Regions from separate parts of the Mus musculus genome. Here region 2 is linked to region 1. The links are chromatin contacts, called in public HiChIP or PLAC-seq maps. All regions are on one chromosome and are shown on one strand. The core of a region is the stretch at or near the end of the contact, and the rest is flanking DNA. Distances in the headings are between cores, read along the strand shown.

Region 1 (6,329 bases), core at 577-3,076:
TTTACTGCATAATTACATCAGTGCTACTCAAATATTTAACTGTAGAATAAACATCCATACTATAATATTTAATGATACAATTATGAGAATCCACAAACTTCTATTTTTTCCTTTGTGTAATTTTTGCTTCTTTATCCTGTGAAAACTTTATGCTTCCTGAGAGCAAAAAGTTGGCACCTACTTGTTTACAATTTAGCTTTAGGCTCCAAAACACTACCTGGCATATAGCAGTTGCTCAGTAAGCAACAATGGTTGGGTAAAGGCTTATGTTTTATAAGACTGTTGGAGGTGCATGTGTAGAAACAGCTGCTATAAAAATCATCCTTAATTATGCATTTATGCTAAACACTAGGATGAGGGGTTTTATTTATTTGCTTTATTTTTTTCTTGCATTTTTATACGGCAACATAAAAATTTTACCTATTAGTTACAGGCATACACCGTATAATGTACAAATGAGGGTAAACCTATCTAACATGCTGGTCTTACAACAGTGGGGTGGCTACAGGTAACAATTATATGTTAAATATGCTCAAAAACCTTGAGGAAGGGAAGTCTGAATGTTTGCACCAGGTAGAGGTGATAAAAGTTTGAGAAAGAAATTTTTCTTTATACACAGTCCTATTTAATAATCGTGGAGTCTGTTTATGAAGATACATGATCAGCCCTGTGACATGGAGGAGGAAGAGGCAGGCAGGACTTGTCACTTGTTTAATGTCACTAGACAAGGAAGTCAGATTAGAGAGCAAGAGGTCTGTTGGGTCCCATAGTCTAAGTCTCAGTCATGAGTTAACCATGTTCTCTTCCTAAAAATTTGAAGCTATTTATTTATTCAAGTGAGAGTGAAGAGGGCAGGAAAACCTGAGAAAACAAAACAACCATTTGCCGTGGACAGCAGACAATTGGGTTTTTCTTCTCATATGTTCTCATGCAGAGTGTTCTTCATTGCCTAAAATGAGGAGACTTCTTTTTATTTAATTTTATAGTAAGGCATGGATGCTCTTAAATATGTGGAGAGAAGCAAGAAGATTTCTCTGACTTCTGTAGATCACTTCTTGCTCCTCCTGGCCATTGGGTTGTACAGGAAACAGCTTCCTGCCTGTTCTTGTAGTGACTGTCCTGTGGACATGCAGTATCAGGCTTTAGTTACCTTTGAACACTTCCTCGCTCTGAGATGAGAAGTGCTGTTGGTGAGTGGCCGTGTCCAGGATACTGGCTCACAGCCTCTCACAGTTCAGTTGTCCCATGTGCTTGTCTCAGAAAGTTGCATGATATTTTCTATTCATATTTGACCACACTGGCCCAGCTCATCTTCCTCATATGATAGACAGATCGTACACAAGTTTATTCTTTCTCTTTCTCCTTTTTAAAATCAGCACAGTATTTGGGATATACAAGATTGTCTAGCTCTTCTGTTTTAGAATTGAATTAGGTCTCAGGAGCCTCAACCACTTAGTAAAGAAATGAGGAGGAGGAGGAAAGAAACAGTAACTGATGATCTTTTGGGTCAGCTTGCGGGTCTTTCTTTCTCTTAACTGTGTGTCATTGACTGTGATGTACCTACTGTGTATAAAGCAAAGACCTTCCAAATGCTCTACCCGACACTATCAATGAGACGTCGGAGGAGTTTCCTTCGAGACAGGCTGGAGTGGGGGGCAATTAGAATGGTTGAATTAATGTGTTTAAACCGTTGGTGTGCCACCAACTTCCGAATGGGTCCAGCAGCTGTTTCCTGCAGATAAGAGCACTACAAGATTCAAGCAAGGGGGGTTGAGTTTCTAGCTAGGTGAGGAAAGTTGTAGATTTCAAACATCCCAGGCTGTTTCAAAGGGCTTTCCGAAATTCCTGGCATGTCTGGACACTCCCATCAGAATTCCTGAGGGCTCTTCTGTTCAGGCTTGTTCAGAATGAGTTAAGGGGGCTGCCTTCCTAGATGCTTGTAATTGAGTTGTTTTCTTCAAGAGCACTGTGCTGACTTTTGAATCATAAGTAACCCTGGCCATAACCATCTCTGGGACTTTGCTTGGATGAAATGGGGGCTTGCAAATGACAGTTCTGGTTTTAAGCCTGAACTGTTGTTCAATAGACTCCATCGAGGTCTTTCCTGTTGATGAGGATTCCACAGGGATGTATTATACTTTATTCAGCTGAGCAGTGAAATGGCGTTTCTATCCAGTGACTGAGATTTAAACAACTTTAGTGACATTTAAAAAAAATATCATCTATGCACATGCAGTTGAAGAAGTGACATTTGCTTAAAGACACCTTGTGAGGCTATGTGTGAATGTGTGACCACCTTCCCAAGAGCACTGCTGTGCTCACACTCTTCTATCAGAAGAGAAAAACAGAAACCAAAGCAGTCTTTTTCCTGCTTTCCTTCTTTGGTGACTCCAGAAATTGATGCGAAGCATCCATTTTCTCTTTTGAATCTGGGACTTCTAAAAATTCTCCCCACCCCTGGCATGCTGATGTAGCCTCAGAAAATCAGACAGCTGTTATTACAAACAGAGACCGCTCTGCTCAGACCTTGAATAGACAATTATAAATGTCTGGATTCTTTCCTTTCTTGTGGCGGCTGCTTTTTTAGATGTGGAGTAAAACCACACTAAACCAGAGGATGCTTGAGTAGTAGTTAGGAGCCTGTTCTTGCCACATCCATAAATCTTGTTAAATTTTCTTTTACTGTCTACAGTAACTTTCCACTTCATAAGACTTATAACTGACCAGGAGTGTCATTTATATAAAAGTCTTAAAACTTGTGAAGACACAGGGACCTTGGAATTTGGTTACAAAATGTCCCACGCCCGACAGGTGAGAGAGGACGTGAATTAGTGAGTGATCTGCCCAAGGACATTTGCTATTCAATGCAGCAGCATGCTGAGTGAACTATTTGCTTTCTGATTCTGTAGATGGCCGACCTCGCCCTATCATTCTCTGGGACTCATCTCTAGCATCTGCAAGCAATGATAGCCATTCCTCTGTTAAGATCACCTGGGGAACTTATCAGCGGTTGCTAAAACAGAAGTGCTGGCTGAATGGCCGGGTTCCCAGACCTGAGTGGGACTGCACTGAAATCCATCACCACGAGTGGTCCAAGATGGCTCTCTTTGATTTTTTGTTACAGGTAAGTTTATCCAATCTCCTGTGGCTTCCTAAGACTTGTTGTAAGGCCTCAAAGGAAACTTCAGCATCTGGAGTGTCTACAAGGTTGTAGTTTTAAGTTACCATATTGCTAAATTGTTATTGGGAGAGAATTTAGAACTGAAAAGTCTTAGAACATATATAAAAACATCCTCCTTTTTTGTTAGTATGTGTGTTTGACTGGAAAGAAGGAAACAGACAGGAGTGGAAACAGAATCCTCCGAGGTTATAAGTCCAGTCTAATGTACATGACCCTCTGTTTCAAAAACAAAACAAAACAAAAAATGTAGAGAAAACACTAGCTTAGTCACCGTCTAAGGAATGAACTGTTGACCTAGAGAATGGCCTTTGGTGTTAGTGATGCAGAGTTGATAGTGAAGACTAAGCCAGTGGGCAGGCCATTTAGTGGAGCAGAGAGGCAGACAACAGTCACCTGGTATTGTTACCTTGAACAACGTTTGAGTTCAGTTCTAAGGTATAGACAGGTTATGTGTTATGTATGTATTATCTCATTTGTAAGCTTAATCAATACAGGAAGGCTGTGAAATAAGCCCCCTTTATATTGCATATAGGGGAACCGAGGCATGGAAAGTATATGTATTTTGACAGCTTCCTTGCAAGCTGACAAATGAGCCCACTGCAGAATGACTAGTGCTAGTAAAGTCAGGAAATCCTTGGGTCTGACACATGTGAACTGCACACGTAGGACAGAGCCACTGGTATCCACTTCACACTTCTTTGCATCTCTAGTTGCATTGGGGGTGATACAGCAGCGTTCTGGAGAATGCTTCTGATGGTGTCTTTGTCTCTGACATGGAACCCTAACCTCAGAATCTCCAGTCTTCCTATTGGCTGCTAGCAAACCTGATGAATATTTGCCTTAGAAGGATATGTGATTTTAGTATTTTGGTAAGGATGAAAATAACCCCTACAGAGTTAAGATACATTTGTTAACCACGTTAACAAGTGTAACCATTAGTGTCCCACAGGACTTGAAGGACAGCTCCATGACAGAGTGCCTGTCTTCGATGGGTGAGAACCTGAGTATATCCTCACTACTACACAGGCAAAACCAAACAAGACAAAACACAAAACCGAAGAGCAAGCTTGGTGTGCTGTGCAGAAACGCCCATGGAGAACTATGTTTCAACACAGAATGATCTAGAAGCTTGCAGCTGATAGACATAAAAAGTTACCGATAGCAAATAAAGGGCAAATCTCTATCTTGATTATCTTGCGTTAAGTATTTTAAATCTGAAACCCTAACGTAAATTTCATTCTGACCCAAGCTTCATTTATTATTCAACTAAGGAGAACACATACGCTGCACGCGCGCGCGCGCACACACACACACACACACACACACACACACACACCCTATGATCATTATATTATAAAAGTAATATAAAGTAATTATGCCCACTATCACACTCCAAAGTTTTTTGGTTTTTGTTTCCTTCTGGAAGTGTAATGGTTAGGAAAATATAGTATATGAAATAAAAGGCGGATTCATATCAGAATTGGTGGCAAAATATTAGTTTCAAGTGTTCTGAGGTCGAAAGAGGGGGAACACGTGCCTCAGAATAGCAAAGAGAGAGGATCTGAATAGAAGTTTAGATGTAAACAGAGGAGGCTGTATAGGAGGCCTGAGCAGGACAGGGGTGTGATGGCATTTCTCGGCATTTAATCATCTGAAAGAGGCCATTCAAAACAGAGTCTTTGTTTAAGCAAGTACTGGGCCTTCCTGCTTTGGGGCATAGGAAGTGGCAAAAAGGAAGGACTCCCCTTACACAGAGTATGTGTTGACTGTGTTGCTTTCCTACTGTTTGTTGTCCTAACTGTCAGAACAAAGTTCAGCCGATGCAGCTTAGCTTCTGAGAGCACTGGCAGCTTTTACCCATGCGGGGACAGTGTCTGTTGCCTGGAGGATGAACGTGAGCACGTGAAAGCATCACTGTGAATTTGAAACGGGCACAAATATTCCATGTAGCTTGAAATAATAATACGGTCAACCTGCCACTCACAGAACACTTCCTTTGTGTATTTGTTTCTAGGCACTTTTGTACTGAGCACTAAGATAGTAATTTAGGAACTGAGGATGGTTGTTATCTATACTTTAGAGATGAGGAAGCTGAAGCAAGCATAAGTTTGCTAATCTTGCCTGAGTCACGTGTTCACTAGTTCCTGGAGTCCTACAGAAGTTCTGTTTTAAACATCAAGCCTTCTTGATTCTTGAAGGGAAAAACTGTACCTTCATCTCTTAGACAGAAAAGAGTACCATCTCCAGTCACTGTTCCAAGAGAAAAATCTAGGAGCCAGATGTGAGCTTCTGTGAGGGCCATGTGGGTAGTGACCAACATCTTGATCTCTCTTGATTTGCTTTCTTGTTGGAATCATTCATTGGCTCTTGTCTTAACTCAAGGTTCGGTCCTTTCTCACTTAGGTGCCCCCTTTTAGCCCCTTCCAACTGAATGAACCAAGCTCACTTCAGGCAGAAGTTGGTTATCTGCGGGGTGTGGCTCTCTCTGCTTCTGTAGTCTATGCAGTTGCTTCCTCTGTTTGTGGTTGGAAGGTTTTCCTCCTTGATAATTCACGAGGAAGAAATCTGGGCAAGGATTTACCACAACTTGCTCAAACTGTAATATCAAGTGGAAGCTCCTAACTCTGGTTTAAAAGCTTTGTATAAAACTCAAGAATACCATTTATTAATGGTTAATTTAACTAATATTTGCAAAGACAGAGATATGCAGAGATAATCTCTTGTGTGCTTTGTGGAAACATCACCTATCAATAAATCTTATAGCCAATAAGCCAAGGCAGGATTAAAAGGTTGGGCATCTGGCACGAAGAGAGAGAGAGAGAGAGAGAGAGAGAGAGAGAGAGAGACTCTGTGAGATTGTCAGAGGGCAAGATTCCCTGCCCTGACTCAGAGGGAGCCAGACATATGATACTGAGGAGAGCTAAGTAGCCACATGGCAGACATAGAATAGTATAAATGGGTTAAATATGTTGTGAGCTAGTGGGAACAAGCCTAGCTTATGGCCTAGACATTTTTAAATAAATAATGAGCTGTTGTGTTTTTATTTGGGAACTGGGGCATGAGTGGATAAGCCCACAGCTACATATACATATATACATACACATACACATATGTAAATGACATCTGTTGGGGGAAGTTACAGTTTTCT
Region 2 (6,112 bases), core at 2,516-5,015, 70 kb after region 1:
TCTTCTTTACTTCTGTCCTTCCTGCTTCTCTTCATTCTTCCTCCACCAAATCCCTTCCTGCATTCATGCCTTCATACTTATATTTAAATTGTTTTACATTAGTAAAATATTATGTCTTTATGTGCTTTTTTATTCACACAAAATTAATATTTCAAAAGGAATGGGCTTATACATTTATGGAAGTGGGGTATATCAAAATTGCAGCTAGAGCAGGCTGGCTGCAGCCTGGGGCAGCCACACCACAGACTCTAGAACCAGTTGGAGTCTATAGGTGGTTTGCTGTATAACCAGGACATGTCTGTCTGCTATAGAATTTGATCCCATTTGGGGTAGACACAGCCATTCTTTTCAGGTTTCTACTGAATGGGCTCCAGTGATATTAAGAAGAGCAATCTTCAATGGATAAGAATCTGCCCAGAAACTGTGATCAGAGTCATATTGTATGAAAAAAAGTATTCTCAATTAAACAAACAAACAAAACAACAACAACAAACCCTACTCCATACTAGGACAATACTATCACAAATCCTTACAAAAAAAATCCAGAATAATATTTTACACACAATCTGGAAGCTCTGTGATCTTAACAGGTTGGTATAAAAGTTAAAGATCAAAGTATTAAATGAAATGTTTAATGTAGTCCTAACCAGTGATATTCATGTTACTAGTATACTTACTTCTGAAAATTGCTTGCAAACCAGTAACAGCCAATATGAAAATAGCAAGCGAATACTCTTGGTAGTAATGCTGAAAAGTGCATGGTGACCCCTGTAGACATGTTGGAAAACACACAGCATGTTCAGTAAGAATGGATAAGTGTTCACAGTGAGCCATGCAGAGAAAGCAGTCTCTTCATCTGCATACTTTTCCGACTGTGCATCACAGGAAAGCTGGCAAATTTCTTTCCTTACAACCTTGCACATGACTGAATGCTTTAAAAAGGGTTTCTGTGAAAGTCATTCTTGTTTAGAAGTGAATAGAACAATAATATTTAAGCCCCAAGAAGTCCATTGTGCATGAGCAGAACAATGCCTTCCTGAAGATATTTATATGTATATCTGGCATCCTCTGAATAAGTCACCTCATGTGACAAAAGGGACCTGGGATATGAGGCTCCGACATGGAGTTAGAACTTGGACATAACTTGCCTCATGAATAGAATCTAATGACACAGGAGTGTGAAGCAGAACATTGTTCCCTGCTGTGGTGAGGAAACTGGGGAGAGAGAGAGAGAGAGAGAGAGAGAGAGAGAGAGAGAGAGAGAGAGAGAGAGAGAGGAGGCTGGGAGGAAGATGGGGTAAAAGGATAAAAGGATCATAGGCCAAGGAATGTGAGTGGCTTTTGGAAGCTGGAACAGCAGGGAAATGGATTCATTTTTTAAATTTCCAGAAAGGAATGCGTTTCTGCTGTCCTTTCATTTTCTCCCTCTGAGACTTCTGACCTATTTAACTACAGACACCAAAACCCTGTTCTTTTAAGCCTCCAAGTTTGTGTAATTTGTAACAACAGCGAGAGGAGTTACTGCACATTCTCAAGTCAGGGAAGGAGGCGAACTGCCTCGTGTCGTCTCTGATAGCTCTCTATTTTTTTCTTTTGTACCTTTAGGGTTTTTTTTTTTTTTAAAGATTAAAGGAAAAATCAATTCTAGTGTTTATTCTTGCAGGGCCAGTTTCTATTTATTCAGTTTATTCCATCTATTTACTTGTAAAATTTGCAATTTTATAATTTTTAAAACATATTCTTTTTATTGACTCTTTGGGAATTTCATATCATGCACTGCAATCCCACTCATTTCCCAATCCTTCCATATCTACCTCCCAATCTTGTAACCTCCTCCTCCCCGAACCAATAAAATAATAAAACAAACAAAAACCTTCCATTGACCCCTCTGGGCAAGGCAACAGTCCACTCCTCTTTCACCCACAGCCTTCTTTCCCACTCAGGTCTCCAGTTCTGATGTGTGTGCATCCATTCAGTCCGCCAGGTTTCTCCACCTTTCCATCACACATTCATTAGTGACAGTAGCATTGGAAGCTGAGATGTCATGCGATAGGTATATCCTTCTGCTATAGTATCAATACTGGATCCTCACCAGGGCTCCTAAAGGAGATCCTACTGTTGCCCTGTGCCATAGTTGCCCTGCAGCTTTTGTTCTGCAGGACTTGCCCCTTTCACACACTCTAGCAGTTCATGAATGACATATTTTGAGGTTGGGCCCCCACAAAGCCATGGACCCGGATAACTGAGTTTGTCAGCTCACAACTTGCCTGTGCCCGTGCTACCTTAGCCAGCTTTCCCACTGATTGTTTTTTAGTGGATTAAATACCTTTATCACTGAGTTATTGTTTAAGGTACAACAGCAGTGTGGTTTAACTGTTACTTGCAGTTGTTGGGTAAAATAATAAAATACAAAAAAAAAAAAAGAAGAAGAAGAAAAGGCCACATTTCATTATTCTAAATACCATTTGCTGTTCTGGAAAAAAATTCCAACCTTCTGAAATCCTGGAGCGATATCATTACCATGGGCAAAAAAATAACCCTCAGTGCTCTAATAAGCTTCTCTGTATGTGTTTGTATACATCCACATATGTATAGATGTAACAAGCGTAAACAGGAAACCATCCGTACCAACTGTAGTAAAACATGGGTTTATTAAGTGGTGCTTTTAAAATAACACCACCCTTTCCTTCTAAGAGAGAATTTCTTGGGGAGATTTACATAGAGAATTTTAGACAGTAAGGGCTGCTTATTGGTGGAAACTTACAAGGCTTGAAGCCATGAAAAGTTTTCCAGTTCTGAGTAGACCTTGGCATTTGCACAGTGACAATATTGTTTAGAACAAGCCCCTTTTAATGGCATTGACGTTTTCCTGTTCCACTGTGGACATTTCCCTTGAATGCCTGCGTGGGAAGAGGAACAATGTTGTCAACACCCACTGTCCATCTGAATCCTAAAAACTGGAGGTTGGATGAATGCCACAGCCGATAGTCAGAATACAGTCTGTGCAACAACATGTGCAATTTTGAGCATAGAAGCCTTGGACAGTGTTAAGACAGATTATATGATATCTGGAAATACTCAGAACATGGCTTAGGAAGAATTTTCAATATACTTTAATGCTAGTTTTATACATTTACCTCTTTCAATTAGAAAATGTCACATGAAAAATTTTGTATATGACCAAATTGATATCTTTTAGTTTTTAATAAATTATGCTTAGGGGCTAATTTTACATACAACCAGGCTTTCTTGAGAGCAGAGGTCTGACTTGTGGATCACTGTACAGACTATACACTTAAAGTGTGTATCAAGTGAATTAAGTATAATGCAAATTTAATTTTTTTTCTCTAAGAAAACTCCTTGCTTTTGATATGTCACCGGGCCTTGGTGTCTCTGAAAGCAACTGATGCCATCATAGAAACCACTTCCTTCCTTCCTTGATTCTCTTGGGGGTGAGATTTAGGACCCTCTTTTGTCTAAACAGTCAAATCCCACCCAGACCCATGCCAGTCACTAAACAACTAACAGCAGTTCTACCTGCATTATGTTTAGCCCATTGTGAAGTCTCCTTGGGGCAGAAAAAGAATCGAAAATAAATTCCAATATATATACAGACACTTAATACGCACACAAGCACTGGTGGCCTCTGGAGAGAGGGTAGCGTTGACCTGACGACCTCAGCCACATGCTAACCAAGAAAGCCAGGAGCCCTGAGTGGCTGGGGCAAGAGCAGGCCCAAGAAATGAGGAAACCTGAAGGCATTCATCTGGCAACATGTCAATTATTTCAACAATTCCCCTCTACTTGGAAGAATGTGAGCCATCTCAGGCATGGAGTTAGTATTTTTAGAATTCTTGGTATACTAAGCGTCTTGCAATTCTAGGCTCAGCTAGGAAATTAAAGTCAGGCGGAAAAGAGCAAGCTTGAGAGCGGGCTTTACTTCCTTTCTGTCAGGACCAAATAGTGTTTTCTTCTCCCAAGTGATAGTGGGATGTGGGGTCAGTTAATTGAATTTCTTCTACATTATGAAAGTCAAGGAAATACTATGTGGAGGAAGAATTTTGGTGGGAGCAAGGACCTTAGAGATGTAACCTCGTGATTACTCAACCGTTCCCCAGCTGAAGACATTTAAAATGTCCATTTCAGAAAAATATACATGACGGCCCACACAGTGAATCATCACAGTAACAACTCAAGATCTTCAGGAAATGTGAAAAATCATTTGCTTCCCAGCATTGCAAACCTATGGTAGACAATGGAGGACTTAACTCAAACACTGTCAATCTTCCTCAGGACAGAATTATCAGCAAATCTTTAGGCTTTCAAGGCTGTCAGTGACCGGAAGTAGAGATTAGGAATGAGTAAAAATGAGGATAAAGGCTTCTGGCTTGGCCAGAGCATGGGGAAGTGATGGATGTTCTGCCAGGAAAAAGAAAATGACTCTTTACCCTCAAGTGATAATTTCTAACTTCATGACAAATTGGTTTTACTTTATTCTCTCTCTCTCTCTCTCTCTCTCTCTCTCTCTCTCTCTCTCTCTGTCTCTCTCGCCCCCTCCCTCCCTCCCTCCCCCTCTCTCCACACTCCTCCACACACAGAGTTATTTTTAGCTAAATAATTTGAAAGTAGGATGTAAAGGTCATGCTTTTTGACCTATGTATAATATAGTGTACATTTCTCAAGAAAAGAATTTTATATAATCACAGTGTAGTTGGGAACAAATCTAGAGAGCTAATTAGATGATCAAATCTACACTGACTCCTAATGCATAACTCATTATACTAGCTTGTGATCTATCCTATCCTTTCTTTGTTCTTGGAAATAATGCACACATACACACAATAGTATTTCCCAATTTCTTTGTAGATTTAGTCCATAAAACAATTAGCACATGATACCAAACAAGAAGCAAACATGCTTCAGTAAATTTTGAGATATTTCTATACTTCTCTTGTTTTTCTCCCTACTTTTTGAAACTTCCCTACATAAACCGACTCTAAGTTTCCACGATGTTGTTGGCCAAAAGAAATCAAGGACCTTCAGACAGAAGAATGAGCATCACAGACGAGTTAGGATATTGGCTCTGGCAGCCCTGTGAGCACCACACTAAATTGAAGGCAGGCATGGAGACTTGGAGTGACAAAGTGATTAGTTATGACAATTTCCCAGTAAGAGATCTTGAAAGGCTGCCTTGGATCAAACTGGAACTGTAGAAGGTAAAGAATTTGGGAGTGAGAGATAGGGAAGTGGTGTCTCCCTGTTGATAGAATTCCTTTTATTCAGCAAACAAGACAAATATATTTCAGTCACATACAAAAGAGATGGGATAGAGAGGTGACTGTCCAAAGACTCCTATTACCTATGTAGTTTTGGCAGCAGTAAAAAGTAGTGACCCCCAACATAGAAAGACAGTGATGATGATATTAAGTATGAGCGAGTGAGATACAGAAGCTATAGGGCCAGAGAGGGCAGGTGCAGACAAGGTTAGAACCATGAACTTGATGCTAGTGAATTTTACAGCCTTGGAAGACATCCCTGAAATTGTCTGAGCTAGGATACATAGAAGGGATGGTTTTGAGGGGAAGATGAACAGTGGAGAGGTTAAGGAATAATGTAATAACAGAGAACAATGAGGAGAAAATACTCTACAGACTGAGTAGTGGCCTGAGTGACTGTTTCACCTTTCCTGTTTGCATGCAAGTCCTTCTCCCTTGAGGGACCATATGGTCAGATGCTTATAGATGTCTTCCTGGTTAAACCTGGAGGACAAGCTGAAACATCCTGGTCTTGGTTTTATATTTTGCACAGTGGTAAGAAATTACTCAAAAACTCAGACTTCCTAAAGGCAGTGATATACTGAAGGCATGCTCTAGTAAAGCAAGATGTCTATATACTGAATTTTCTTTGTTACTTTTCCTGGTAAGAGCTGAGTGATATCTGAGAATATAATATGTGGTGGTCAGCACAGCTCAATACTAACTTCTACCTTCCCCTTCCCACTGGGAATCTCCCAACATACATTGTTTTTATGTGTGTGAAGGTCAGATCTCTATTGTGTTCTTTCCACACTGGAAATATTTTATTTTTCTCCATATATAGCTTCCTCCTGCAG

Evidence for each region. HiChIP or PLAC-seq counts read pairs in DNA pulled down with a chosen protein or histone mark.
Region 2: a contact with region 1 is called in an H3K27ac HiChIP or PLAC-seq map of heart atrium, with 20 read pairs. The contact joins two enhancer-like sites. A contact is called at or near these places in 2 of 15 datasets of contacts at CTCF or cohesin (the G1E-ER4 cell line and the NIH/3T3 cell line), 14 of 484 Hi-C or Micro-C datasets (the G1E-ER4 cell line, the HPC-5 cell line, cerebral cortex and 8 more), 5 of 115 datasets of contacts at active chromatin or transcription factors (the HPC-7 cell line, embryonic stem cells, extraembryonic endoderm stem cells and 1 more) and 1 of 9 other capture datasets (embryonic stem cells).

What each region holds. Positions count from the first base shown.
Region 1 is chr3:79,905,680-79,912,008 of GRCm38.p6, forward strand. Gask1b (golgi associated kinase 1B) reads left to right here. Exons shown (of 4, transcript NM_133187.3): 2 at 2,910-3,124. Among named protein-coding and RNA genes, the nearest start is that of Gm36569, 22 kb to the left of the region's middle. Within about 2 kb of position 1,827, at least 56 of the 459 cell types and tissues checked have an H3K27ac peak or open chromatin away from gene starts, as enhancers often do. A contact at or near this core is called in the G1E-ER4 cell line, the HPC-7 cell line, female germline stem cells and 1 more, where this site is marked.
Region 2 is chr3:79,974,071-79,980,182 of GRCm38.p6, forward strand. No RefSeq gene overlaps it. Among named protein-coding and RNA genes, the nearest start is that of Gm36569, 90 kb to the left of the region's middle. Within about 2 kb of position 3,766, at least 79 of the 459 cell types and tissues checked have an H3K27ac peak or open chromatin away from gene starts, as enhancers often do. A contact at or near this core is called in the G1E-ER4 cell line, the HPC-7 cell line, female germline stem cells and 1 more, where this site is marked.